Regions from separate parts of the Mus musculus genome. Here region 2 is linked to region 1. A link is a contact called in public HiChIP or PLAC-seq data. All regions are on one chromosome and are shown on one strand. The core of a region is the stretch at or near the end of the contact, and the rest is flanking DNA. Distances in the headings are between cores, read along the strand shown.

Evidence for each region. HiChIP or PLAC-seq counts read pairs in DNA pulled down with a chosen protein or histone mark.
Region 2: a contact with region 1 is called in an H3K27ac HiChIP or PLAC-seq map of microglia, with 4 times the contacts expected there. The contact joins two enhancer-like sites. A contact is called at or near these places in 1 of 39 promoter capture datasets (liver), 1 of 15 datasets of contacts at CTCF or cohesin (pro-B cells), 4 of 484 Hi-C or Micro-C datasets (CD4 T cells, bone marrow-derived macrophages, female germline stem cells and 1 more), 29 of 115 datasets of contacts at active chromatin or transcription factors (the 230-238 cell line, CD4 T cells, the HPC-7 cell line and 17 more) and 1 of 9 other capture datasets (embryonic stem cells).

The regions. Positions count from the first base shown.
Region 1 is chr4:133,702,686-133,709,800 of GRCm38.p6, reverse strand. The region is part of intron 4 of Arid1a (AT rich interactive domain 1A (SWI-like)); the gene reads left to right. Among named protein-coding and RNA genes, the nearest start is that of Mir7227, 11 kb to the left of the region's middle. Within about 2 kb of position 2,685, at least 203 of the 459 cell types and tissues checked have an H3K27ac peak or open chromatin away from gene starts, as enhancers often do. A contact at or near this core is called in the HPC-7 cell line, T-cell acute lymphoblastic leukemia, bone marrow-derived macrophages and 3 more, where this site is marked.
Region 2 is chr4:133,800,754-133,807,868 of GRCm38.p6, reverse strand. Gm34296 reads left to right here. Exons shown (of 4, transcript XM_030253992.1): 3 at 2,739-2,781. Among named protein-coding and RNA genes, the nearest start is that of Gm25270, 6.6 kb to the right of the region's middle. Within about 2 kb of position 3,263, at least 72 of the 459 cell types and tissues checked have an H3K27ac peak or open chromatin away from gene starts, as enhancers often do. A contact at or near this core is called in the HPC-7 cell line, T-cell acute lymphoblastic leukemia, bone marrow-derived macrophages and 3 more, where this site is marked.

The DNA of each region.
Region 1 (7,115 bases), core at 1,436-3,935:
TTGGAGGTCAGAATTTTTTGGGTTCCCACTCAGTGAACCCTAGGGATCTAATTTAGACCCATCGGGCTGAGCCATCCCTCTGGCCTCCCTGTCACTTTCCCCAGATCTTTTAAGTCACAGCTGAGTAGATATGAAAGGGCAACTGGAGGGAGCTGTCCTTCAGGGTAAGCTGGAGGAATTGCTTGGGGGAGGAGCCATCTAAAGAGCTGCAAAGAATAGGCCAGGGCTAGTTAGTGTTTGGGTTCTTAGCTTGTGGGTATTGGATAGGAGCAAGCCTTGCCTCCCTCCCTGTCTTACACAACTTTTGGTCTGGAACTTTTGCATCCTGGTTAATGCTAAATTAAATCGGATCTCTAGTGCTCAAAGTATCATCCTGTGGTGTGGAAACTGCCTGAGGATGCAGGCAGTTTCTCCTGCCCCATCCCTCATCTATTGGTCTGTCTTCCTTTCCCTTTCCCTTTCTCCCTTCTTCCCTTTTTTCCCCCTTTCCCCCCTTTTTCCCCCTTTTCCCCTTTCCCCTCTTTTCCCTCTCCCTCTCTTCCCTCTTTTCCCTCTTTTCCCCCTTTTCCCCCTTTTCCCTTCCCTTCCTTTTGAGATGATAATATAATTACATAATTTCCCCTTTTCCCTCCAAACCTTCCAATGTATAACCCTTCTATGATCTATTTCAGAAGCAAGTCTTCTTTTTCTTTAATTGTTGTTACATGTGTAACTGTATATGAATTGAATACAAAGAAAAAGGAACATGACTGGTCCTAGTATGGTGGAGAAGAAAGTTTATTATAGATATGTAGGAGAGCATAGCAAGAGGCAGGGACCTGTGAAAAGAGTCCAGGGTGGACATGATCATATGAGCTGGGGAGTGAAAAGACCAGGGAACTAGATGCAGCACCCAGGAGGCCCAAAGTTAACAAAGAGCTGGCAACTAGAATCATTGTATTATACAGTGACGAGCAGACCAGACCCTTGGGTCGGAGAATTCAGGGTAGGGGACTGGGTATGCCAGCCAGGGGTGCCTTGTAACTGGTAGGGAGAACCTGGCTGCCAGATCCACTTTGATCTGTTAAGTAGTAGGCACCTCATCCAGTTGACCCAAGGCTTGAAACGTTGGATGGATGATAGATAGATAAATGGGTTGATTCTAAATCAATTCAACCTACTCAGTTTGTGTAATGCTTGTGTGGTTTTGTTTGTTTTATTATAGACAGTTTTTCTGTGTAGACCTGGAACTCAATCAGTATATCTGGGAGGCAGAGAACTCACAGAGATTTTCTGCCTCTGCTTCCCAGAGTGCTGGGATTAAAGGTGTGTGCCTGTGTATGTTTTCTAGACATTTTTTTAATTTGCATTTTTGTGTATTTTATGTATGAGTGCTCTGTTTACATGTATGCCTGCATGCCAAAACAGGCCATCAGATTCCATTGTAGACGGTGGTGGACTGCCGTGTGGTTGCTGGGAATTGCACTCAGGCCCTCTGGAAGAGCAGTCAGTGTTCTTGAGCCACCTCTCCAGCCCCATAAGTTTGTTTTCAGAGGTGAGATTGGGCATTGGGGTCACGGATTGCTGTGTTCTTTAATGGAGAAGGCTATTTTTCTTCCTGTTCCTCAGTTGCCAGTAGTTCTTTGTCTTGGGTTACCCTTCCATGCCTGTTGGTGTTATCCTTGTCTGGTCTTATTTAGGCAGTCATGTCTAATAAGTTAGAAGCCCTGACTAGAAATACCAGGCTGGGAGCTTTAAAGCGAGATACCAATACTCGCTGCTTGTGAGATTACATCACCTGTTTTGTGGATACTTTTGAGACCCTGGCTCCTCAGGCTTCAGCCCCTAGCATTCCTCTGCCGTCTTAAACTCCCTCATAATTCCTAGGTCGGTCCCCCCAAGCCCCCAACCCCACACGTTATATTTCTTTTGCTTAAGACACATTCATTTCTCTGTCTATCTCTGTTGCTTTGTTAAATAACTGACAGTGGTCTGGAACTCTGTGACCTGGCTATCCTGAACACCCACCTGCCTGCTCAGTTTATAGGAATGTGGCTATGTGGTTAGCTTTGTTTTTAATGACCAAGCAGGTTTCTGTTGTGGCTTCAAGCCTAAGCTGAAAGGTCTTGGTAGGGACTTCATTCTCTCTCACTTTTGGTGTTGGCATAACACCATGCTTGGTATGTCTGCTTGAGTCCCTCACATTCTCTGCTTACATGTGTATTCACTAAAATAAAAGCATGAAATGACTCCTGCATTGACCTCAGCCAACTTTTGTGCTCTTTTTGGAGGAGGAACACATGGTGGGAATGCTTAGGACTGGGGCAACTTGAGGGGTTTGAACGATGCTGCTTTCATTTCCTTTTGTTCTTTTCACAGTAAAGGAGCCATCAGTCCTTGTCTAGGATTTGCTGGTTTATTTTCTAAGGGTGACAAATACTGGTAGCATTTTGGTAAACAAAGGGATTTTAAAAAGTCTGGCCACACTTAGAATTGAACCAGAGTGTTCTGTGTCCTGGCTCCCCATCAATCTGCCGTGTCTGTGAGACTGCTCTGAGCAGAGTGTACCATGTCCGTGTAGCATCATTTCCAGAACACTTGCGCTCTGGCAGAGCCGGCTGGTCCACTTCTCCGTTCCAGTCACACTGCTCTAGCTCCGACACTGCCGGTGCCTTCCGGAGCCTGTGCTGCACATAGCTGCATGCTTGTCCCTGGGCCCATTTCCTGTTTCTATTCTAGTCTCTGGTGGCTCAGCTACACTTCCTGCCTGTGTGTGTGTCTCACAGATTCTTCTTTCTGGACCCTCTTGTTTTCTTTAGAATAACCTCAGCCTGAGAAACAGCTGAACTTTAATATGATGGCTCCTGAGTTGGTCATACCTAAGAGGACTGATGAGAAGTGACCCCTTTCCCCAGTGAAGCTCACCACATGATGACTGTGACTTGTTTTTCAGTTTGTCCCCAGCCTGCTAGAGGAAACTATAGACCAGAAATTTGGAAAGGAATAAATGGAGCCCTCTTCCCCTCACCGTTAGGCATGCTGGGCTGTTAGGACCTCTGTTGCTTGTTCTTCTGCAGCCGTTGCTTACACACAAGTTTCCTGCCTCGGAGGAAGACAAGTAGTGTACTCCTAGTGCAAACCTCCCTAAAGTACAGAGTTAAAATGAAGGTTAGGCAGGTAGAGCATGCTGTCTTCTGAATAGCCTGTAGAGCACACAGGGATGGAAAGCACTCCTGCTTACGTGAACAGTTCAAGTCTTTTTGTTTCTGAGACATTATCTCTATGTAGCCTTGGCTGACCAGGAACTCCTTATGTAGAAAGGTTGGCCTGAAATTCAAATAGATCCATCCAGCTGCCTTGGCCTGGTACTGCTAATATTGTGGGGACTAAAGGCCTGTACCACCACACTAGTCCAGGTCTTATGCACCTCCCCATACACATACACAAACTCCTCACATATACATAACAACACCCCACATTAGAAATGGAGAGAGTGTGTAGGGAGGTGGTAAAAAGGGAAGAAATGAAGGAGGCCATCTAGACAGACATATTTAAAGGACTTCCCTCCTCCTCCCAAGTAAAACATTTGTTTAGGAGTGTATGCTTTGTGATTTAGTCTGTATTTCCTACATAGCTACTCGGCTGGGTCACCTGATGCTACTGAAGCCGATTGTTGAGGGATGAACCCTGTGTCTGGGTCTGGCTGTAGAGAAAGAAGAGTTGAGTAATGATTGATGACTTTGAGTTCCTTAGGAAAGGTTGAAGGGTGAGACCCACTTGTACACAGAAACAGTCAGTGTGACCCAGAAGTGCTATCAGACTGGCCCTGGGGTCCTGTCTCCCTCCAGATCTATGACCCAGAAATCATTTAGGTAGAATCAGAAAGCAGCAGTGGCAGCCAGGCAAAATGACACACACCTTCAATGCCAGGGCTTGGGAGGCAGGCAGGTCTCCGATTTGAGATTATTAGCCTGTTCCTCAGAGTGAGTTCCAGGACAGCCAGGGCTATTCAGAGAAAGCCTGTCTCAAAATCAACAACAATAACAACATAAAGCAGCAGTTGCTACCACCAGAACTAGTTAAGTAGAGCCTGGAACCAAAATGCTCCTGCAGAAACAGACAGAGGAAACAGAAACATGAGCTAGGAACTTGAACTGTGTGTGGAGCTTATCTGCAGTGATTTTTTTTTTTTTGAAGACGTAGTTTTAGCTTTATAACAAACAGTTGTGGGGCATCTCCCCTCCCATTTCCCACCCCGCGCCCTCCCCCCCACACACACAAAAGGGGGCGTTGGGGAGAAAGAGAAAATCCAGAAAGAAATGGGGGATGAGCGGGTGAGGGTCATGGCATTTCCTCTGGAAGGATCAAATCTTTCCAGCCAGAGTCTTAGCAAATCCCTGAGTCGGCCTGTGGGGTGAATCTGTTGCCTTGTGTTGACTTACATACACTCATTTCTTCCTTTTATAATGTTCAGTAGAAAATGCCAGCCAAACCCAGAACTCCAACCCCCAAGTACGTAATCACCAAGTTATCTCTGTTTGTTAGGGGTGGGGTGGGGTGGTTGGACCTTTGGAAAGAAGCCAAGTCTACCTAGAAATACTATCTTTGTAGAGAAACCACTAGGACATCCATTAGTTAAGTTGGAAATCTCTCAAACTTAGTCCACAGGGCAAGACCGACCCCTTGTGTGGCGTTGTCTTCCCATATCTAGTAAAACACTTGGTGTTCTGCCTGTAAGCTGTGTTGAGCCCAAACATACTCTGGTGCCATTTGAAGGGAGCCAGTACTTGATCCATTGGCTCCTGTGTCCTAAACCCGTTCCCTCTTCCCCCATGCACCAGCATAGAACTGACAAGTATTGTGACATAATCTTTGATTACCATGATCACCCTCCAAGCTGGGAGCCTCCTTCCCCGTTTAACACTTACCAAAGGAGGATAAGAAGCCATGCCTTCACGGGTGGAACCTAGATATTGAGAATCAACACAGTTTTCACTTAAGGCCAGCCGTGATGTAGATGTTGTCTGCTAAGGTAATTTGCCAACCTTTTGGGAACAGGAGAGAAACCAGGTTTCAGATGGAAGGAAGCATGTTGAGAGGACATAATAGGAATGTTTGGATTTGCCCGCATCATCTTCTAGAACTTAACAGAGGCTTCCCTGCATTGTTGTCCTGGTTTAAAGATACTGAGGTTGGTGGCTGCCTTTACTTCCTTCAGAACTTTGTCTATTCCCCATTACCAGGTCTACTTGTGCTACATAAGTATTTATTTAAACTTTTTATCTATACTGTGGTAGTGAAGATCTCTGGCTAATGTAAATGTAAAACTTTACAAACTGGGGTCGAGACCGTCAGTCCCCTAATTACCATCATGTTTGCACGTGGCCAGCTTTGCCTTCCCCGGCTTGACCTTACGTGCTTTCTGGTTGCTGTGGGTCTGAGGGAAGAGCCAATGATTTTTAAGTTTAAGTCAATATCCTCTTCCCTGTTAATTCCTCAGACCCCCCTTGCTTCTCTCCTTTTTCTTGCCTTCCTTGCTTTAAGTTCTAGAATCACAGCTGGTGGTCTTGATGGAAAAGGCTATGTGTGGTTGGCCTACTTACTATTAGGCAAGGCTTGACTTTGGGAAGATAACAGTTGCTAGCTTCCCTTGCTTTTTCTAGCTTTGTAATGCTCTTGTTTCTTGCTGGGGTGATAATGGCAAGTAATAATTCCTTAAATATGCGCTGCTCCAACTCAGATCCAGGTCTGACCCAGACCTACCCCCACCCCCGATTGAAGTCTGTTAGCTGGTGATTATTAAAAAAAAAATACTGTAGATTTCTTTGGTCACAAGATAGTTACTAACTGGATAAGACATTTCTCTCTGGCCCATATGAGAAGCCTTTGAGAGAGGCCGGATCCAAGTGTATGGGGTGGTCAGGGTGGCCAAGTAACATCAGGCCCATAACAGACTGGAGAGTAAAATTTCAAGCCAGACAATGGTGGCGCACGTGGGAGCCAGAGGCAGGCGGATTTCTGAGTTCCAGGACAGCCAGAGGTGCACAGAGAAACCTTGTCTCAAAAAAACCAGAGGGGTGGGGGGTGTCAACCAAGTATTAACCTGTAGAGTTCTTTTAGATCTCCCAGTTTTTCACTTGGTTCAATAGGAAGGCCTGGCAGTGAGGCGAAAGCATCCCGAGCCTGGGGCTTTCCTTGTGATCTGTGAGGACCGCTTGCCTCATGGCTTCCGCTGCTCCATTTTTGCATTTACTTCCTTTGTGGAGCTTCTCTGGGATAAGGACGGCCATGGAGAACATCCTCTTCTTTGCCAACTCATGTGTTTTATGGGGTGGGGGGTGCATGTAGAGATGTTGAGCAGAAACATTCGGTGTGATTAAACCTCCAACTGAGAAGATTTGTGGGAGCAAGATATCGACCCCAGCGAAATCAATGGCTGCAGCAGTAGCCAGGCTGCTCATTGCAGGAGCTCCTACCACAGGAGTGTGAGCAGCACAGCAGTCTCCCCTCAGCCTCCACCCTGACTCAATCCCGCTTCCAGACTGTGCTAGGTGAGTTAGAACAGCTGCGGTTTATTTTGATTTTTTTTTTTTTTAAAAACAACTAGAATGAAGTTTGGTCAGTGATCCCTACCTCCAACAGCCTTATCTTACTCTGCTGCAGTTCTAGCAACAGCTTTTGTCTTTTCAGATGGGACAGTTGGTACTCTAGGGGCAGTACCTGTCCAAAGTCGCAAATATAAAAGGTAAAATGGGGATAGATATGACATGGCCATTAGAGATTGTATCCAAAGGGGATGGTTTTGGGACTCTTCATCAGACAGCATTTACCACTCAGCTTGTCTTGTGTGTGACTGGCATTTTTCTGATCACTAATAGTCTAATACCGCTTAGTCCCTCAGGCTCATGGGGCAGAGACAGATTTAAAACGGTGCAATCAAGAATAAAGAGCTTCACCTGATAGTGAAGAGGAAGTTGTCTGTGGTCTTCATTTTAAAGGAGATCAAGTGTGGCAGTATACATATACATATACATATACGTATACATATACTTTAAGCTGAGGCTGGATGACGAATGGTTTGAGACCTACCTGAGCTATGAATTCCAGGCCAGCTTGTACAAGGTCTGTATATCAAG
Region 2 (7,115 bases), core at 2,014-4,513, 97 kb before region 1:
TTAGCCTTTCTCCATTGCTGAGAAATTTTTTTTAACACTAAGAACTGAAATGATAATGTGAATAATAGAGTGGAGTCTTAGAGAGACAAGGGCGTTCTTGGTGTCCAGGAGAGATAGTAAAAAATCACAACACTATTAGCCATGCAGGACTTAAAATTTTCTCATCCAAAGAGCCCACAGATTAGGTAGGGTGGTGAGATGGCTCTGCAGGTAGAGACACTTACAGCCACACCTGGTTGTCCAAGTGGCAGAAGGAAAGAACTGATTTCTTCAAGCTGTCCTCTGACCCCTCCACATGTATGTGCGAGTGTGTGTGTGTGTGTGTGTGTGTGTGTGTGTGTGTGTGTGTGTGTAAAAATCTCAGATAATTTCATATCACTTTACAGTTGTTGCAGACATACTACTAGATCCTGGCTGTGATTTATTTTTTAGGATTTATTTTTTTGCATGTAAATATTTTGCCTGCATGTGTATCTGTGGACCACATGTGTGTCCAAGGAGATTTACTTATTTTATATGTATGAGTGTTTTGCCTATATGTGTGTGTGTGTTTACACCTTGTGCCTAAGGAGCTTAGAAGACAGTATTGGATTCTTTGGATAGAGTTACAGACAGTGGTGAACTGAACCTGGGTCCTGGAGGAGCAGCCGGTGCTCTTAACAACTGAGGCATATTTCCAGCCTCCCCACCCCGCCCCCCCCATTTTAATAGGTCAATAAAGGCCTGTGCTATGTGTGTAGCACATGCCTTCAATCCTAGCTCTTGTGAGGTAGATGGGAGAGGAGGGTCAGCAGCCAAGGCCGCCTTCAGCTGCTCAGTGGGTTCAGTTTGCAAGGGTTCCCTTCTACTGTGTGAGTCCTGGGTATAGAACTTGGGTTGCTAGCCTGGCAACAAGCCCCTTTTCCTGCTGAGACACCTCACTGGCCCAGAAATTTGTAATTTTTTCTCTATTTGTTTTTTGAGGCAGGGTTTCTCTGGGCAACAGCCCTCGCCATCCTGGATCTCACTACATAGAGTAGACTGGCTGGCCTTGAAGTCCCAGAGATCGGCTGGCTTCTGTCTCTCTAGTGCTGGGATCAAAGGCGTGCATCATCATGCCTAGCCAAATTTGTTAATCTTTTGGTAACTTTTTAATATGATACAGGAGAGTTTCAGAAGTTATGCTTTATTCAAAATAATAGTAATGATTTATAAATCTAAAATAAAATTGTAGTGAACCATAATTATAAATATATATTTTTATAAATGTATAAGAGAGAGTCTTCCTGACAGTGAGTAATAAATCTGTGGGGGTCCATGACCCTTTTTCACAGGGTCAATTAAGACCATTGGAAAGCAGAGATTTACATTATGATTCATAACAATAGCAAAATTACAGTTATGAGGTAGCAACAAAAATAATTTTATGGGTAGGGGTCACCTTGACACAGGGATCCATATTAAAGGGCCTAAGCCTTAGGAAGGTTCCGTAAAAGGACGAAATCAGTCTGGGATGCTCAAAGCAGTGGATGACAGGGGTTGATTTTGCACATTTGCAAGGCAGTATGTTTTTCCATAGGTTACTAAATAATTACATAAGGAAAATAGTGGGAGAAACTCAGTAGTACCTCCCTGGTCAAGTCATCAAACCTAATGTCCCTCTTGTTGGGACAAACTGACTAAATATGCCACTATAAGAAGTCATGAGGGCTGGCGAGATGGCTCAGTGGTTAAGAGCACTGACTGCTCTTCCAAAGGTCCCAAGTTCAAATCCCAGCAACCACATGGTGGCTCACAACCATCCGTAACAAAATCTGATGCCCTCTTCTGGAGTGTCTGAAGTCAGCCACAGAGTACTTACATATAATAAATAAATAAATCTAAAAAAAAAAAAAAGAAGAAGAAGAAGAAGAAGTCATAAGGGGGCTGGAGAGATTTCTCAGAGTTGAGAGCACTTGCTGATAACTTGGTGTTGTGTTGCATGCCTTTGATCTCAGCACTTAGGCAGGCAGAGACAGTGAGTTGGAGGCCAGCCTGGTCTATGTATAGTGAGTTCCAGGGCAACCAAGGCTACACAGAGAAACCCTGTCTCAAAACAACAACAACAACAACAACAACAACAACAACAACAACAGGCATCCGAAGACTGACATCCTTCAGTACCAGGATCTGCACCGATCTACATTCATGTAATTAAAAATAAAAGAGGCCATGAGGTCATGGCATTGCTGCAGTGGTAATTCTACCAGAAACGCACATGCTTTATCTAGTCACGAGGAAATGTCAAATAAACCCCACTGAGAGCCATTTTATAAACTAACTGACCGGTACTGTTCAAACACGTCATGAAGGTCAGAAAACCGAAAAGAAAAGTCTGGGGAACTGGGCAAGACTTAAGGAGACAAATGGATCGCAAAAACTAAAGGTGATGGTGATCGCGTGGATTTGGTTCTGGAGCAGGAAAAATGGTGGCTTAATGATGTTGTTAGGACGACTGACGGAATCTAAGAGGAGCCACGAGGTTGAATAGCTGTATAGCAAACGCTGTTAGATTGTTGTACAATGCTGTGGTTACGTGAAGGAATAATGTTCTTGGTAGAGAGAGAAGTAAAAGCATATGATGTTCCTCTAGTCAAACAGTTCAGAAAAAAAAAATGTGCAAATATTTGTAACTATGTTTGTAAAGACAGAAAGCAAAACCAAACAGAACAAAATGGAAACAACTTAGGATTTGAATTTTTTTTTTTTTTCCTTTTCAGATAGTCTTACAGCCCAGCCTGGTCTGGAAGTCACTGAGGAACTGTGAGTGCCCCTGAACTCCCTGATACTTCTCCTTCCACTTCCCTTGCAGGTGCAAAACTGGAGATTTTTGAAAACTGTTCACGTGTTCAAGATCACCCAGCAGAGCCGGGCGTGGTGGCGCACACCTTTAATCCCAGCACTCGGGAGGCAGAGGCAGGCGGATCTCTGAGTTCGAGGCCAGCCTGGTCTACAGAGTGAGTTTCAGGACAGCCAGGGCTATACAGAGAAACCCTGTCTCGAAAAACCAGCAGCTATTGGAGGAGTCGGGGCAAACCCCAGCTCTCCAGACATTGGTCACAACAGCAACTGATTCCATCAACGTTTGCATTTGGATGGCAAAAGTTGAGCTGCCCTGAAACTTCTCTTTTCAGTTTTTTTGTTTTTTTGTTTTTTTAGTTCCTTTTAGCTGGTTCCTTCTAGAGAACTCCAGAGTGCTGTAACTAAACGTTTCTTGTTTCTTTCAGTTCCCTCATGAGGACGAGGCAGGGATGGGTTCGATGATTCTGAGCCCTGCAGTTGGCACGCCCCTTTCCTCTCATAGGCTCCCCACTGCACCACTGCCAGCCCTTTCCTGCTTACTCTTGGTGGCTTTTTTGTGTGGTACTGTTTGTCTTCTTTCACAGAGGGATGAATTTAATCAGATACCACCTCCATTTTTTTTTTTTTTTTTCGAGACAGGGTTTCTCTGTATAGCCCTGGCTGTCCTGGAACTCACTGTGTAGGATTTGAACTCATATATAACCACCACCTGCCTCTGCCTCTAGAGCATGGTGGTCAAAGGCATGCACCACCACACCCAACGAGGCTACTCTAGTTCCTTCTCTTTTTCTTAAATTGTTATTTATTTTTCTATTTTTCTTTTCTTTTTGTTTTCAGGTTTTTTTGCTTTTTTTTTCTCTTCTTTCTTTTTTTGTTTGTTTGTTTGTTTTTGTTTTTGAAATAGAGTTTCTCTGTGTAGCCCTGGCTGTCCTGGAACTCACTCTGTAATCCAGGCTGACCTCAAACTCAGAGATCACCCTGCCTCTAATAACTCCTGAGTGCTGTTATTAAAGGTGTGCACCTGTATATATGTGTATGCATGCCATGGTGTGTATGTGGGAGTCAGGGGACAACTAGGAATTGGTTCTCTCTTTCATCCTGTGGGCTGTTGGGACTAAAGTCGTCAGGCTAGGCAGTAAATGCCTTTACCAATGAGCAAAGCCTGGGATCAATCACTAGGCCTTCATCATGCTAAACTCCAGGATTATGCCTCTCCCTCCTCCCTCCTCTAGTGTCCATTTTGGAAAAAAAAAAAAGAAAAAGAAAAAGAAAGGTCCTACACTGGGTGTTGGTGGCACACACCTTTAGTTCCAGCATCTAGGAGACAGAGGCAGATCAATCCCTTGAGTTTGAGGTCAGCCCTGTCTACAGAGTGAGTTCTAGGACAGTCAGGACTTCATGGACAAATCCTGTTTTGAAAAAAGAAAAGAAAGAAAGAAAGAAAGAGAAAAAGAAAAGGAAAAAGAAAAAGAAAGAAAGCCATCTATACACTAAGCAAGCACTCTACCACTGAGTCTCATCACAGGCTATCCCCATATTCCTTATTCCTTTCTTCTTCTTTTTCTTCTTCTTTTTCTTCTTCCTTCTTCTTCTTCTTCTTCTTCTTCTTCTTCTTCTTCTTCTTCTTCTTCTTCTTCTTCTTCTTGTTCTTCTTGTTCTTCTTGTTCTTCTTGTTCTTCTTCTTCTTGTTCTTCTTCTTCTTCTTCTTCTTCCTCCTCCTCCTCCTCCTCCTCCTCCTCCTCCTCCTCCTCCTCCTCCTCCTCCTCCTCCTCCTCCTCCTCCTCCTCCTCCTCCTCCTTCTTCTTCTTCTTCTTCTTCTTCTTCTTCTTCTTCTTCTTCGTTTTTTTGAGACAGGATTTCTCTGTATAGCCCTGGCTGTCCTGGAACTCACTCTGTAGACCAGGCTGGCCTCAAACTCAGAAATCTGCTTGCCTCTGCCTCCCGAGTGCTGGGCTATCTTTGTTTTTTTTTTTGAGACAGCACATCACTTTGTACTCTGTGTAGATCAGGCTGGCCTTCCAGTTATAGAGATTCACCTGTCCCTGTCTCCCTAGCTCTTTGATTAAAGGCATGTGCCACCACACCCAACTTCCACAGTCCTTTTGTTTTGAGTCAGAGTCCACATAATAGTAATTTTACTAGTAAGTTGAATAATTGCAACTGTGTCAAAAAAAATCTATCATTTTCCATGTAAATCAGCTACTTGCTAATTGTCACTGTGGAGCCTTGATGTCTCCAAAAGAGACCGTGTTAAATGTTAAGGTGACAGCCATTTTGTAACACAGTATGGTTCTGGTGACTCTCCATCTCTCACTTTTCTTATTCTGGCTGTCCCTTCCTTCCAGTCATCTCTCTGAGTTTTCACCTGAGACAGGGTCTCACCAGGTAGCCTTTTCCTGGCCTGGAGCTGGCTGTGTCCACCAAAGGTAGCCTCGAATGCATCGTGATCTGCCTGCTGCCTTTGCTTATTTTAACGTCTTAGAGGACTCCTCTAAGGAGTCCTAGGAAACTTATTCCTATCAGAGGTGTTTTGATTGGATGATGATGATTGATTTTGCTTATTTTTATTGGTTTATGTGCATAGGTGTTTTGTCCACTTGTATGTCTGTGTCCCAGTTGCATGCCTGATGCCCAAGGATGTGGTAAATGGCCACGTGGATCCTGGGAATGAATATGAGACTAACAAGAGCTCATAACTACTGAGCCATCTTTCTTTCTTTTTTTTTTTTTTTTTTTAAGTTGATCTTTTTTTTTTTTTTTTTTTTTTTATTATATGTAAGTACACTGTAGCTGTCTTCAGACACTCCAGAAGAGGGAGTCAGATCTCGTTATGGATGGTTGTGAGCCACCATGTGGTTGCTGGGATTTGAACTCAGGACCTTTGGAAGAGCAGTTAGGTGCTCTTACCCACTGAGCCATCTCACCAGCCCCCTGAGCCATCTTTCTTTCCTCCCCCAAGGTGGTTAGTTTTTCGAGACAAAGGTTTCTGTAGATGGGAGCTGGCCTTGAACTCCCGTGTAGCCTGATTGACTTGATTCCCCCGCCTCTCGAAGCCTGGCTGCATAGGCCCTTTGTTCAGTTTCCTAAGTCAGAGGAGGAAACAGAAGCAGAGATGACCTGCTTTGCTGACGAGTCGGTCTCTTGGAGATATGGGATGAATGTGATACGCTGAACTCCCAGAACAGTGCTCTGCTCTTTCCACTTCACCACTGACACACACGCACACGCACACACACACACACATACACACTCGCACACACTCTCTCACACACACACACACACACACACACACACACGTACACACTTGTACATGCACGCATACATGCACACACTTTCCTTCCTTCCTTCCTTCCTTCCTTCCTTCCTTCCTTCCTTCCTTCCTTCCTTCCTTCCTTCCTTCCTTTCTTTCTTTCTTTCTTTCTTTCTTTCTTTCTTTCTTTCTTTCTTTTTGGTTTTTCGAGACAGGGTTTCTCTGTATAGCCCTGGCTGTCCTGGAACTCACTTTGTAGACCAGGCTGGCCTCAAACTCAGAAATTTTCCTGCTTCTGCCTTCCGACACACTTTCCTTTCTTCAGTCCCAGGGTTCAGTGCATGCCCTGCCGGGAAAGCACTGCAGACCACTGTTGAGTCCCACCCTGTGAGAACCACCAGGCCCCAGTTAACCTGCCAGAGTCCGTCAGCGAGTCCTGTGTCTCTTTAACTCCTAATTTCTGTTGCTCACCTGACTCTTCACTCTATTCTTAGTCTCAGTCCTCATTCAAGAGAACAGCCTTACCTGGGGTGTTCCTGTAATTCCAGCATTTGGGACATGACAGGAGGATCAGGAGGTTAGGGTTAGCCTTAGGTAGTAGTGAGTTCAAGGCCACCCTGAACTACACGAGACCCTGCCTGGAGAGAGGGTGAAAAAAACTTAACCTTTGCTTTTTTTTTTTTTTTTGTTTCTTTTCCAACTTTGCCATTGGCAAAAAGTAGCTGTATTTGGTGGGGAGTTAACGTTAACTCTATTTCTTTATCTTTTTACTCCCTGGGGTGATGCAATGTGGGAGTGGCTGGGATTGTTCTATTTTAAAAATATACTATAGAGTCTACAAAAATGGCTCAGTGTATAAAGGTGCTTGCTAGCAAAACCTGATGACCTGAGTTCACTTCCTGGGACCTGTAGCTCATCATCTGATCACCACACGTGTGCCTTGGTGCACACCCACACACTCTCTCACAGTTACAAAAAAAAAAAATGTAAATGGTCACACCTGGAATTGGGAGCCTGAGGGAGGGGGATTGTCATGAGTGTGAGG